Linked DNA regions of Sus scrofa: all the other regions are linked to region 2. The links are chromatin contacts, called in public HiChIP or PLAC-seq and promoter capture Hi-C maps. All regions are on one chromosome and are shown on one strand. Each heading gives the region's core, a stretch centred on a gene start, on an enhancer-like site or on the middle of the called end of the contact. The rest is flanking DNA. Distances are from core to core; before and after follow the strand shown. Region 1 holds the start of ELMOD3 (ELMO domain-containing protein 3). Region 2 holds the start of MAT2A (methionine adenosyltransferase 2A). Region 3 holds the start of TGOLN2 (a long non-coding RNA gene).

Region 1 (4,225 bases), core at 1,609-4,108, 180 kb after region 2:
TTTCTGTGAGGACTGAAAGAAGTCCCTGAGGTCTCTGAAGTCTCAGGCCTAAAAAAAAAAGTAAGGAGAAAACTGGTTTCGTCATTCAGTTATGCCTCTGCTGAGAAAAAACTGACTTTCCAAAGGTTTTTTTTCTTTCTTTCTTTTTAGGGCCATACCTGTGGCATAAGGAGCTTCCCAGGCTAGGGGTCGAATGGGAGCTGTAGCCACTGGCCTATGCCATAGCCACAGCCACAGTCACATCAGATCCAAGCCGCATCTGCGACCTACACCACAGCTCACGGCAACGCAGGATCCTTAACGCATGAGCAAGGTCAGGGATCAAACCCACGTCCTCATGGATGCTAGTCAGATTCATTAACTGCTGAGCCATGATGGGAACTCCCTGACTTTCCAAAGCTTTAAGCAGCTGTAAACATACTCTGAAGAAACAGGCTGCTTTAGCCAAAGTCTGCCTCTTACTCTGCCTGTCGGTGGATAGAAAGAAGGGGTTTGAGGGCTGTATCATTGTGTCCACTCACCACTGTGAGTGGTGGGGTCTGCTTCTGACATGAAGTCACTGAGATCTGGGGCAGTATCTCAAAGGGGTGGGGCTAATTTAGGGTGGCATGTCGGTGGGTGGTCTTTGCCATGGTGCTCAGGCTTTGCTGTAGTCTCAGACACAGGGTGAGCCTAACACTAGATGTGGCTCCTGCCATGGCAAAAACTCAAAACACAACACAATGCCTACCCTTCCCCAGTTAACACCCATACTAGACAGGTGGCAGCTGCCTAGCCTCCCACGAGTCTACCTTAGGAAAGAGGGCTGGACAGGCCCACACCTCATCATGGAGGAACTGACCATCATGGACGCCTATCAACAAAAATCTGGGCAAGGGGGCAGGTGGCCCACCTACAACTGACAGTCAGACCTCACAGACTTGGTTGACTAAGGAAGGAGGGCAGTGTTGCTTTGGTCAGCCTTCCACTGGGAGAATATGGTCTGGATTTCCTACAAACTGGCTGCCAGTAACAAAACGGACTCTGTCCGGGGCAGGGCACACTGCTTCCTAACACCAAGAGCAGGAACACCTCCCAGCTCTTGGGCTGGGCATTTGGCTCATTGTGATTGGGGGTGGGAGTGGCAGAGGGCAGTGCCCCTCCATCATGGCACCTCAGGAACTAGCTCTCTCTGTGTCCTCTGGAGTCTCAGCATCTGCCTCCCTTTCCTGTCCCTCCCCCTTGACCTCCACGACAGCATACGGCAAAACACTCACACATCAGCTAACCTCGGGAAGCGGACAGGCAGGTATGGTGACAGTAGTCTCAGGAAGGCTCTTCTGTTACTGGGCTCGAAATGAATCAAGCAGTGTAGAAGCATGACCAGCTTTACATGTCTGCTAGCGCCTTAGTTCTGGCTGGAACCCGGCTAGGGGCTTCAATAGGGACAGTTACTATCTGTAACAGAAGAGAAAAGGAGTAGAAACTGTCAAACAAGCAAGGACTCCAAGTTACAAAGTCACTCCTACCGATATTAGGCAAGTTTCTTACACCTGGGCCTGAGGAAATGGCCTTTCTGTAATGATGGATCCTTTCCAAATTCAGTATTTATGCTGCACGCACTTAAATTTTTTAATTAAAAAAATTTTTTTTTTAAATTGAAGTATAAGGAGTTCCCGTTGTGGCTCAGTGGGTTATGAACCCGACAAGCATCCATGAGGATGCAGGTGTGATCCCTGGCTTTGCTCGGTGGGTTAAGCATCTGGCATTACCTTGAGCTGTGGTGTAGGTCAAAGACTCCGCTTGGACCTGGTGTGGCTGTGGCCATGGCCGTGGCCGTGGCCAGCAGGTGGAGTTCCCATTCGACCCCTAGCTTGGGAACTTCCATATGCCGAGGGTAGTGCCCTAAAAAGAAAAAAAAGAAAAAAATTGAAGTATACTTGATTTACAGTGTTGTGTTAGTTTCTGGTGAACAGCACAGTAATTCAGATATATATATATATATATATATATATATATATATACACACACACATATATATACATACAGTATATTTTTATATCTGTACATATGTGTATTTATGTATACATATATGTGTGTATATGTTACTTTTCAGATCCTTTCCCATTATACGTTATTACAAAATATTGAACATAGTTTCCTGGGCTATACAGAAAGCCCTTGTTGTTTATGTTACGGTACATAGCATAGGTTAAAGTACATTCCCTTTAGGCAAGGAGCTACATTAAGGGGAATGATTTTAAGTTTAAGCTTGCTAGAGCTTAAACCCTCTAACTGTTTAATCTAGAAATTGGATCCACACCTTAAATATAAGGATTGGAAGTTACAAAGTTGCACCTACCTAAGGCAGTCTTTTCATCAGGCTTGTCACTGAAGGCTCCCCGCCCTCTCCAGCCCCCACCAGAAGCAACGCCAATCCCAAGAGAGCGCCGCGGCCAAAGCTGTCGCTTAATTGGGCGGAACAGAGCCGGGTGCTCGCCAGCTGCGGTGAACGGATCTCAAATAAGATCTCAATCCACTGAGACACCCAGACAGGGGCTGCAAAGGGACTCCAGACAAAAACTTTCTCACTGCTCGGTGGGGAAAATAGGAAACCAACTTGCCTCAGGTCATCCAGCGAGTTCTCAGCACAACCCAGGTCTCCTGTCTGCTAGTCGGGAGCCTCTCACTGTCCTGCAACGCTCAGCCTTACCTCCGCCCAGGAAGATCATTTCCACCCTACATTCCTCCTCCTCCTCCTCCGACCCTCGGGGCGGCCGGGCGGGTCCCCGAGTTCCCAGCGTTTTCGCAATTGGGGTCCGCAGCCCCGCTGCCCCCCACCTCCGCGCATGCGCACGGCCCTCCGCACAGCAGGCGAAGGAAGTACGAGGAGCGGGGAGGGTCAATCTGCGCTGGAGACTTGGTCTCTGGCCAAAAGATCTGGGCGCATCAGCGGCCAAAGCTATTTCCGCCTACTCTGTGGGGCAACAGGCTAATTGGGCAGAGCCGCGGCCGCAGTCGGAGCAGACGGGTTCCCCACACCTGAAGCCGGCGCGATGTGGCTGTCGCTGCTGCTGCTGGCTGCGCTGCTGCTGGCCGTCCTCGGCCAAGTTTACAAGTGGCTGTTTGCAGGCAGCTCTCCGAACCCCTTCTCCGAGGACGTTAAGAGGCCACCCGCACCCCTCGTGACGGACAAGGAAGCCAGGAAGAAGGTTCTCAAACAAGGTCAGCTGGAGGGATCCCCGGGGTCCGAGGCTGCGCCCGCACTTCCTTGCGGGTTAGTGTTCCTATTTCCGCAGGGCCAGCCGCTGCGCGACCCCGGCGTTAGTTTCCCGAGATTTAAGTGCGGGGAGGGCTTTGTTGCAGGTGGAGGCGCCTGCTTTAGTGTGCATATCCACCACCTGCGAGAGCCTTCACCCCCGCAGACTTGTGGAATCGTGGTCTCAAGGCGCGGGCACTGACCTCGGCGAACCAGTCTTGGCATAGCCACATGCAGGGCCAGCCACTTAGTATAGCCGTGGTTAGGCACGGCTAAACAAGAGAGAAGACCTTTTCCCCCACTTGGCTTGAAGACCTTAATTTTTTTCACTTGGCTTCCAACATGAGTTCCAGGACGTGGGAGAGTGGCCCAGAAACCTTTATAGGAACTTGCATTTGGCCCGTCAAGTGATTTGATTGGCTCTCATGTGATGAACCAGGGTTCAACGGGGTGCCTTCAGGCTTTGAGCTGCCCTTGACCAGAGGACCTGCACTGTTATGTTCAAAAAGTATTTGAGGGTTTCACACAAACACACGCTAAAAAAGGAGTTCCTGTCGTGGCTTGGCAGTTAATGAACCCAACTAGTATCTGCGAGGACACAGGTTCAATCCCTGGCCTCGCTCGGTGGGTTAAGGACCTGGCATTGCCCTGAGTTGTGGTGTAGGTTGCAGATGCGGCTCTGATTCACCCCCTAGCCTGGGAACCTCCATATACCTCGGGTGCAGCCTCTAAAGACAAAAGACGATAAAAAAAAAAGTATTTGAGGGTTTCTACTAGGGCTTAAAGAAAGAATTCTGCTGCTTAAAAAAAAAGAAAGAAAATGAGATGACTAGTTTCAACTGTTTTTCAAACCGGATTGTGATCTCTTAGTGGCTCTTGAAATCAGTTTGGTGAGTTGTGACTAGTATTTCTGAATGCAGTAGAATGGAAAATATCAAAATGCCTCCTATGCAGTTCTGGCAAATAATGTGAAAATTCTATTTCAGG
Region 2 (4,331 bases), core at 282-2,781:
ATTTATCTTACCAAGGTCTCCCTAACACTAAAGAAGGGCAATGAAAAATAATGTCACTTAAAGAGTTAAGTGATGAAAACAAGGACATTTTATGAACAAAGGGAAACAGCAATCGTTTTAAGAGTAGTTCAGGAGCAATTTGAGACCAGAAAATCTCCAGATATATTCTGAATCCTAGTTGATCCCCCCCCCACTGTATTGTCCTCTATTAAAAATTAGGAGGAGCAGAAATAACCCTTCAAACAACACCTAAGTTTTCCATAGCCATACAAAAAAAAAAAAAAAAAAAAAAGCAAAATGTGCACTGCACTCAAGCCAAGAGGCCCAAGATAATCTATTTATATAGGCCTGTGACTTTCAATTAATAAAAGGTGGGACAAATACACGTTAAGTCTCAGCACTGGGGAGAAAAGCAAAACCACCCAAATCACACCTGCCCTTCACTCATCAGGATCTCAGGGTTTGTCCTCTGGTATACCAGGAGGTTGCTCCTGGGATTGCATCATCGGCACAGTGGACTTACTAGAGAAATGGATCCTTAAGCCATCGGACTAGAAATCTGTCACTGTGGTCATTCTAAGAATGAGCTGGATCAGTTTAGTAAAATAATGATCTTCAGCAGGTGATGTTTTCTGGCTGAGATCGAAAGTTCCTGAAAAATCTTCACTCTTTCACGTGTAAAGTGATGCCCATGATGGCGGACTGGTGGACAAAGCCCGGAGGACATGTGGAGAAAAACCTTGCCTAACGGTCAGCCCCGAGGACTTTAAAAGGAAACCCAACGCAATGGCAGCTTACACTTTTAATTCATGCTTCCCATCCTTTTCACGCACTGTCCAAATAAGGCAGGCCTCCTCCGCCAAGCGCTATATTTAGTAGGAGGCTGTCACCTTGACGCAAGGCCATATACCGCGTACGGGCATGTCGCATTCTAAAGCGTGGCTCTGCCCGGAACCAAGAATTAATGAGAAGAGCAGACGCCCCGAGGCCCCGGGCGCCGATGTCGCCCGCCGGCTCCCTAGCCTAGAAGCCACACGCTGCGGCCAACACGTGGTTGCGGCTGCAATGCGGGGCGCGCGCTCCCGCGGGCTGGACGCGAGCACGCGGGGCGGGCCACCCACTCGAGGAGCTCGGCCCGCAGGGCGGGGAAGAGAAACTAGTGCCCTCCCCGGCTAGAGCACGAGCCGCCGCGGCCCCCGCCCTTCTCATTTTCTGGAATCTTCCGCATGCCGGGGCGCGCGGCCGGATGGGAGGGAGGGGAGAGGAAGGGGGAGGGGAGCGGCGGCCACGCGCTCGGTACCGCCGGCGCCACGAGGAAAGCGCGCGGCCGCCACTCTGCCAGCCGCCCGTCGGGCAAGGGCCACCAGCGTGGGCACCGCGGGCAACGGGTCCCTCCGGCCAGGCCCCGCCCCTCGCTTCGCCCCAGGCCCGGTCACCTCACCTGGGTGGCCTTCCCCTACAGACTCGGACGTGAAGAGGAACGTGCCCTCCTCGATGAAGGCGTCGTGGAAGCCGTTGAGCTGTCCGTTCATGGCGGTGGCGGTGAGTGAAAATGGCGTTGAGAAGAAAAGAGAGCAGCGAGGAGGATACTGCGAGACGCGCGAGCAGAACACCGCGTTCTTCTTGGCGCAGGCGGGCGGCGCGGAGCGAACGAGACGGCGGCTGGCGCGGCCCAGTATTTATACAGGGCGCCCGCGCGCGCCCGGCCCGGGCCCCGCCCCTCGGTGCCGCGCGCCAATGCGCCACTCGCGCGGGGGCGGGAGGGGGAAAGGGGCGGTGCGCCGAGGGGAGCTCGGGCCAAACCACTCTGCCAGGCAGGGGAAGGGAGCGGAGGTAACGCGCCCCTCCTACAGATATTTCGCCGTCTTAGGCACTGATAACAAGGGGTGAGGAGAAAGACGAGTGTATTGGGTCATCTCACGTTTCCCTGTTCGATGTGGGAGGAAGACCGACGAGGGCTTTACGGGCCTGCTCCCCCCCTGCTGTGACTTGGCACCTCCCTTCCGACCGTTGGCCCGGGCTCTCCGGCCGCGAGGTCGCGTCCCCCCAGCGGTGGTGGCGGGAATCGGCGGGTGTTTTGTCCTCTGGTTCTACCCGAGGGTCTTTCCGGCCGCCCGGCCTTGGGATGCCCGGGTGACAGGGAGCCAGTAGCCCATAGCCACGTGAAAGTGGCCATCTTTGCTGGTCAGCGTACGCTCCTTCGCATGGCCTTATGCCTCCCTGCCCTGCTCGCTGCTGGCGGCTGGTGGTCCTGCGGGGGGCCGTCCAGTTGCTAGTAATTTCTTGGTTAATGGTTCTGTGGTGAAAATGGCCGAAAAACAGAATAATGAGAGTTCTGGTATCGATTTCAATGGCTGCGATCCCCCTTCCGCCCCCAGCGCTGGAGTTTCTTAGAGAGGCCCTTACCCTCTGCGGACCCTACGGTGGAGGCCGCACTCGGCCCCTTGGGCGCCTGCCTTTTCTCCGTCGGAGAAAGGCTGCTCGCAAGACTGACCTTGCACTTGCTGACTTTCCTGTCTCGGAGGCGGAAAAAAGTCGATGTTAAGAGTGTTGTCTTCTCAGTCTTCTGTTCAAGAGACTGTTGAATATGGGGCGCGCGCGGGGGGGGGGCTATCCCTTGTGTGTGATTCAGCAGATCTCTTTACAAGGTGAAATGGTCCATTTCCTGAAGCTTTCACTTTAAAATGTCCACCTGCGTTTGTGTCAGTTTTGCCCATTAAAGGAATTATAGGGAGAGACAGAAAAAGAACAAAACCAAGCTTGAGCCAACGAGGGGCAGGAAGCCGGGGACCAATTTCATGGATCCCCGTTTGGAAGGGGCCCACAACCGGCGGGCGGAAGATGTCGCTTCCTCCCACACAGGGGCTGCGGCACCCGGGAGCAGGACCCGGGTCCGGGGTGTGGTGGGGGGAGGGGGGGCGGTTGCTGTCGCGGTGGCCCAGAGCACAAGAACAACGGGTTTAATGATATTGTTAGGGAACCGTCTGCTCTACGGATAGGATGCATGTTGCCCTGGGGAGGTGAAGGAGACCCTTGCAGCAAGCTTACCGCTCTGAGAATTAGGTAGATTCGGAAGAACAGTCTTCTCCACGGCCTGCGGGAAGCCAGGTGGGTTTGTCGATTAGGAAACAATGGAAACGCTTGGGCTATGCGAGGGGCTTTGACAAAGAACTTAAAGGGCTCATCTCTAGACTTGATGACCACAACCGTGGTTCCGCAAAACAGGGAGCAAGAAAAGGTTAAATCACCCAAAAAGAACAATATATATGTTGTTTTTATTTGTTTCTATTTTCCAAACTAACTTCATGGAAAGATGGCTGTGTAAGACTTTCATAATTTCTTGTTTGTTTGTTTTAGAGTAATTCACCTTTTTTTCTTTTAAAGCAGAATGCCAATTTGTTAATTTATAATGAGTAATAAAATTCCCAACTGAAACGAATTGCATCTGTAGGCTGGTCACTGCATTATTTTCCAGCTGAAAAATCTATATGGGAAGCCAGAATGTAATGAAAAAGTTATTTGATTAATATGGAGTCAGAACAAGGGGAATAAATTCAATGATTAGGTCATTAAACCCTGATACCCCTATGCTACCACCTCCAAGTGGGACTGGTCCTGCCAAAAAGATTAGAATCAGCTGTTCACACTTGCTTACCTATTCCTTGTTCTTAGTAGATGTAATTTAATGGTTAAGGATAGGGGTTTGGGAGTCAAGCTTCTGATGCTTATTAAGTGTTGAGCAAACAACTTACCCTCTCTATACCTCAGGGTCTTCAGTCTGTAAAACTGGAATAACAATAGCACTGTCATAGGATTGCATCATGGATTGAACAAAATCTTGCAGGTAAAGTCTTTAGCACAGTATCTAGCACATAATAGTTAGCTGTAAAAACCCTTTGGGGGCTTGCGATTGCTGATAAGATAAAGACCAAGAGCCCTACACAATCTTAAAGGCCTCAGTGTGATTTAACTGCTACTTCTTCAACCTCTTCTTGTGCCACTCGCTTCTGTGTTCTACTTTGTTTTTTGTTTGTTTGGTTTTTGGCCTTGCTGTCAACATGTTCCAGGACCAGGAATTAAGCCTGCACCACAGCACAGACCTAAGCCACTGCAGCGACAATCCTGAATCCTTAAGCCACTGCACCACAGGAGAACCCCTCTGTCTTCTACTTTGGATTTCTTTTAACAGTTAAATTTGTTAAGTGATTACTCTCAAAGCAGAGGACGTTTTCATTGATGTATATTTTTCACATTGGTCCCTTCCTCCAAGAGATATTTATGAGCTTTTTTTTTTTTTTTTTTTTGCTTTTTAAGGTCTTACCTGCAGCATA
Region 3 (4,593 bases), core at 1,266-3,765, 200 kb after region 2:
CTTGAAGATGAAAGCTTGGGAAAGGAAGCTAGAAATAATGAAAAGACAGGAAGCACTGTCTTTTTGAGAGTGGAAACAGGAAGGCGAGTGCTCGAATTACTTTATGAACTGTCAGGTACACAGGTCCCCTCAAGTTGCAAAGGATGGAAGTCTGGGATGACACCCTAATTCGGGTCGGGTCACAATAACGTTCCAAAGTGGGCACCTGACGCAACAGTAGCAGGTACTCAGGAAACAGTGCTGAAAACAAATGATTTCTAAAAGAAGAGCAAAGCGCCCCAGCAGGATCTGAGAAAACTGAAGTTTTGTTTTTGTTTTTTCATATTTTTCTTTTAGGACCACACAGGTGGCATATGGAAGTTTACAGGTTAGGGATCGAGTCAGAGCTGCAGCTGCCAGTCTACAGCCCAGCCACAGCAACACCAGATCTGCACCATGTCTGTGACCTACACCACAGCTCACAGCAACACTGGATCCTTAACCGAGTGAGGCCAGGGATCGAACACACATCCTCATGGACACCAGTCAGGTTTGTTACCGCTGAGCCATAAGGGGAACTCCTGAAGTTTGTTTTTAAATTCCCAGTGCTTACAGGCAGACGAGTGATGGAAAACTCATGCACCACGCTTTCAGGGTAGAGGAAATCCCATCCCACTCCTCTTCTTAAGGCAACTCAGGACTTACCTTCCGCTTATTGTGGTAGGCAATATAGAGGACAGCGACGAGAATGGCTGCCGTCACCAGATATGCAAAGAAGTGGCTGCTCTCTGCACTGGCATTTCCAAGATTATCCTTATAAACGTCATCCTTCTCCTTATCCAAGGGTTTCGAAAGTGCCCCTTCACGGTTCTCACTGGAGGCAGGGCCAGGCATTTCTTTCTCTTCTTTGGGTGGTATATCCTCTTCAGGCTCTGTATCCCCTTCTTCAGTCTCCTTGGGCTCCACAACTTCAGCTGGCTCTAAAGACTTACCTTCTCCCTCCTGCTGGGGAGAAGAGGAGTCCAAGTCCAGTAATCCTTTTTCCACAGGTTTAGTTCTAGGAGACTGCAGAGCTTTGTCAGCTGATGGATTTACAGCAGGCTCCTTGTTATCAGAAGAGGGGTTGGAGATTGGATTGCCGGAGTGGTCTTTGGAAGAAAGCTGCTCCAGTTCCAGTTTGCTAGGGTCCTCAATTGTGGCAGTATGCTCTTCAGATTTCCCCTTGCCAGAGCCATTATTCGTGATGTCCTGCTTCAGTTCCAACTTGTCAGGGTTGCCATCCACAGCAGGGTCCTCAGATGTCGCTCTGTCAGAGCTGTCATTCGTGGAGTGCGGCTCCGTTTTCGACTTGCCAGGGTCAACATTTGTGTTGTTGTTATGGTCGACATTCGTGATATGCTCTTGAGATTTCGATTTGTGAGGGCTGTCATTCGTGGTGTTTGGCTCCAGTTTCGACTTGTCAGGGCTGACTTCCCCGGTGTTTTGTTTCGGAATGGATCTGTCTACTTTGTCTGACTGAGAAGGCAGTTCTGCGGTTACGAGCTTGGAGTCTCCAGTAGACTGACTTACCCTCAGAGTGGGTATTGTGGAGGCTGGCACAGAACTTGACGGCACGGAGTCTGAAACAGAGAAACCAGCTAGCTAAAGAAAGGCAGGCGTGGGAGATCCCGTCCTGGCTCAGTGGTTAACAAATAGGACTAGGAACCATGAGGTTGCGGGTTCGACCCCTGGGCCTAGCTCAGTGGGTTAAGGATCTGGGAGCTGTGGTGTAGGTCGCAGACGCGGCTCGGATCCGTGACTGTGACTGTGACTGTGGCGTAGACCGGCGGCTACAGCTCTGATTAGACCTCTAGCCTGGGAACCTCCGCATGCCGCACCCGCGGCCCTAGAAAAGACAAAAAAAAAAAAAAAAAAAAAAAAAAAAAAGTGAGAGAGGGAGGCAGGCGGGGAGAACGGAATCCTTAGATGGGTTCAACCGGCAAAAAGGGGAGGGGGTGATGGTGAGCGGAAGGATGACGACAGCCGGGCAGGGAGAAAGTAAGGTCAGATTGCCCACCGGTGAGGATGGTGGGCCTGGGGGCGAGAGTGAGATGACGAGAGGCTACTAGAAGGGGGGGGGGGTCTTACCCTCCGCTGCGACGCTCAGCAAGACAAACGCAACCAGGAACCTCATCCTGGACAGACTGCACTTCCGCCCTCTACTGCTGTCGCGAGATGAGCGCGCAGACTCAGTGTTTACCGCTCCGTCCCTTCCGGCTCAAGTCTCTTGCAGCCCCGCCCAGACAGGGGGCGGGGCTTGGGAAAAGGCCAGGGTGCTCCAAGAGAGCCCCGTTTCCTTAGCTCGGTGACGGCGTTTCTCCGTGGCGTGTCTGCTGTCGCCCGTTAAAGGCGTCTCTCTCTTTTTCTGGTTTCTTTGCTTAATAGCAGCCACAGCAAACCGTCACTCTCCCTTTCCTTCTTTGCCCTCCTGATGACGAGACAGTACGGACGAGCAGGAGCTCCCCCGGCGGGTGGACTGCCCCACGGAGTGACGTCGCAGGGGGCCGGGCGCCTCTTGGCCCTATCCTCTGCCCGCAATTCTGCCTTCTACCTTTCTTGTGTTTTTTTGTTTGTTTTTTAGTTTTTTTTCCTGCAGGACACAAACGTGTGGGAATCTGGAAAGAGAAACCTAGCCTGTCACCTTTTAGCGGCAGCCTTCCCGACCCTGCTCCCCTCAGTTCTAGCTCCATGGAACCTGTGCCTTTCGCCATCGCCAAAGCTCTCTCATTAAAAAGTGCATCCTGGGAGTTCCAGTCGTGGCTCAGCGGTAACGAACCCAACTAGTATCCATGAGGATGCGGGTTCCACCCTAGCCTTGCTCAGTGGGTTAAAGATCTGTGAGCTGTGGTGTAGGTCGCAGACTCAGATCCTGCATTGCTGTGGCTGTGGTGTTGACCTGCAGCTGCAGCTCGAATTTGACCCCTAGCTTGGGAACTTCCATAAGCCGTGGGTGAGGGCCCTAAAAAACAAAACAAACATACAAACAAACAGTACATCCTTTTTCTGATGGAAGAACTTAATTATGTTCATTGTAGAAAATTCACTGAATGTGTAGAAGTAGAAAATCTTTGTTCCACCTTTCTGGCATGATCACTACTGTTTTACTGTATGCTTTTTATTTATTTATTTATTTTTTGACCATGCCCCTGGCATGTGGAAATTTCCTAGGCCAGTGATCAAACCTACCACTGCAGTGACTCAAGCCACTGCAGTGACCCAAGCCGCTTCAGTGACAACGCTGGATCCTTAACCCCCTGCACTACAGGGGCGCTCTCATTTTACTGTATTTGTCTTGCAAACATTTAATATTTTTGATTAAGTAATATAGACTGTTGGTTGAAACATCAAAACGGGATTTTTGGAAAAGTAAACAATGGGAAATTCTTGCTTCCTACCTCTCCACATGTTTCCATCTTTTTTTTTTTTTTTAAATACAAATGTACTTATTTTCCCTCTTCTTCTTGTTTACTTTCTCTTCTCATTTCTTTTCTTTTTCTTTTTTTTTTTTTTTTTTTTGTCTTTTTTTTTTTTGCTATTTCTTCGGCCGCTCTCTCGGCATATGGAGGTTCCCAGGCTAGGGGTCTAATTGGAGCCGTAACCACCGGCCTACACCAGAGCCACAGCAACACGGGATCCGAGCCGCGTCTGCAACCTACACCACAGCTCATGGCAACGCCGGATCGTTAAGCCACTGAGCAAGGCCAGGGACCGAACCCGCAACCTTATGGTTCCTAGTCGGATTCGTCAACCACTGCGCCATGGCGGGAACTCCTCTTTTCTTTTTCTTTAGGGCTGTACCCAGGGCTTATGGAAGTTCTGAGACTATGGGTCAAATCAGAGCTATAGCTGCTGGTCTACGCCACAGTTTCAACAATGCAGGCTGCAAGCTGCACGTGCAACCTACATCACAGCTCAGGGCAAGGTCGGATCCTTAACCCACTGAGCAAGGCCAGGGATTGAACCCGCATACTCATGGTTAGTAGTTGGGTTCGTTACCACTGAGCCATGATGGAAACTCCTCTTTTCTTTCTTTCATTTGAGGGCCACACCTCTGGCACATGGAAGTTCCTCAGCTAGGGGTCAAATCTGAGCCACAGCTGCCAGCCCACACCATAGCCACAGCAACACTGGGTCTGAGCTGGATCTGAGACCTATGCCACAGCTTGCAGATGCCAGATCCTTAACCCACTGAATGAGGTCAGGGATCAAAGGCTCATTCTCATGGAGACTGCAAGTCAGGTCCTTAACCTGTTCAGCAACAGTGGGAACTTCCCCTTCTTAATTAGTGTATTTTCATAGGATTCGCTATGCATAATCATTTTCTCTGTAATTGGAATCATTGGGTAAATAGTTTTGTATCCATGGTTTAAAATTACTTTTACAATTATACATTAATTATTGCTCGATATCATTTTATGAACATTGGCCAAGGTAGGTAATTTGTGGACCGTGGTTTTTGAAATGGTAGGCTCTAACTTAATGAAGCATATGATCTAGTATGGCACACAAACATTAAATATTTACACACATGTATGTGCATGTGTGCACGTGTGCACATGCCCTTCCCAAGAAATG

Evidence for each region. Promoter capture Hi-C pulls out the DNA fragments that hold promoters and counts their contacts. HiChIP or PLAC-seq counts read pairs in DNA pulled down with a chosen protein or histone mark.
Region 1: a promoter capture Hi-C map of liver shows a contact between it and region 2, with 3 times the contacts expected there. The contact joins the promoter of ELMOD3 here to the promoter of MAT2A in region 2. A contact is called at or near these places in 3 of 5 promoter capture datasets (fetal liver, liver and skeletal muscle) and 1 of 2 datasets of contacts at active chromatin or transcription factors (alveolar macrophages).
Region 3: an H3K27ac HiChIP or PLAC-seq map of alveolar macrophages shows a contact between it and region 2. The contact joins the promoter of TGOLN2 here to the promoter of MAT2A in region 2. A contact is called at or near these places in 1 of 5 promoter capture datasets (liver) and 1 of 2 datasets of contacts at active chromatin or transcription factors (alveolar macrophages).

Annotation. Positions count from the first base shown.
Region 1 is chr3:59,398,335-59,402,559 of Sscrofa11.1, forward strand. ELMOD3 (ELMO domain-containing protein 3) reads right to left here and starts at 2,859. Exons shown (of 13, transcript XM_005655213.2): 1 at 2,604-2,859; 2 at 1,269-1,437; 3 at 1-48. RETSAT (all-trans-retinol 13,14-reductase) reads left to right here and starts at 2,827. Exons shown (of 11, transcript XM_003124944.4): 1 at 2,827-3,204. The coding sequence starts at 3,036.
Region 2 is chr3:59,223,566-59,227,896 of Sscrofa11.1, forward strand. MAT2A (methionine adenosyltransferase 2A) reads right to left here and starts at 1,532. Exons shown (of 9, transcript NM_001167650.1): 1 at 1,442-1,532. The coding sequence starts at 1,532.
Region 3 is chr3:59,424,275-59,428,867 of Sscrofa11.1, forward strand. It overlaps TGOLN2 (a long non-coding RNA gene), which reads right to left and starts at 2,516. Exons shown (of 4, transcript XR_298231.3): 1 at 2,107-2,516; 2 at 685-1,598.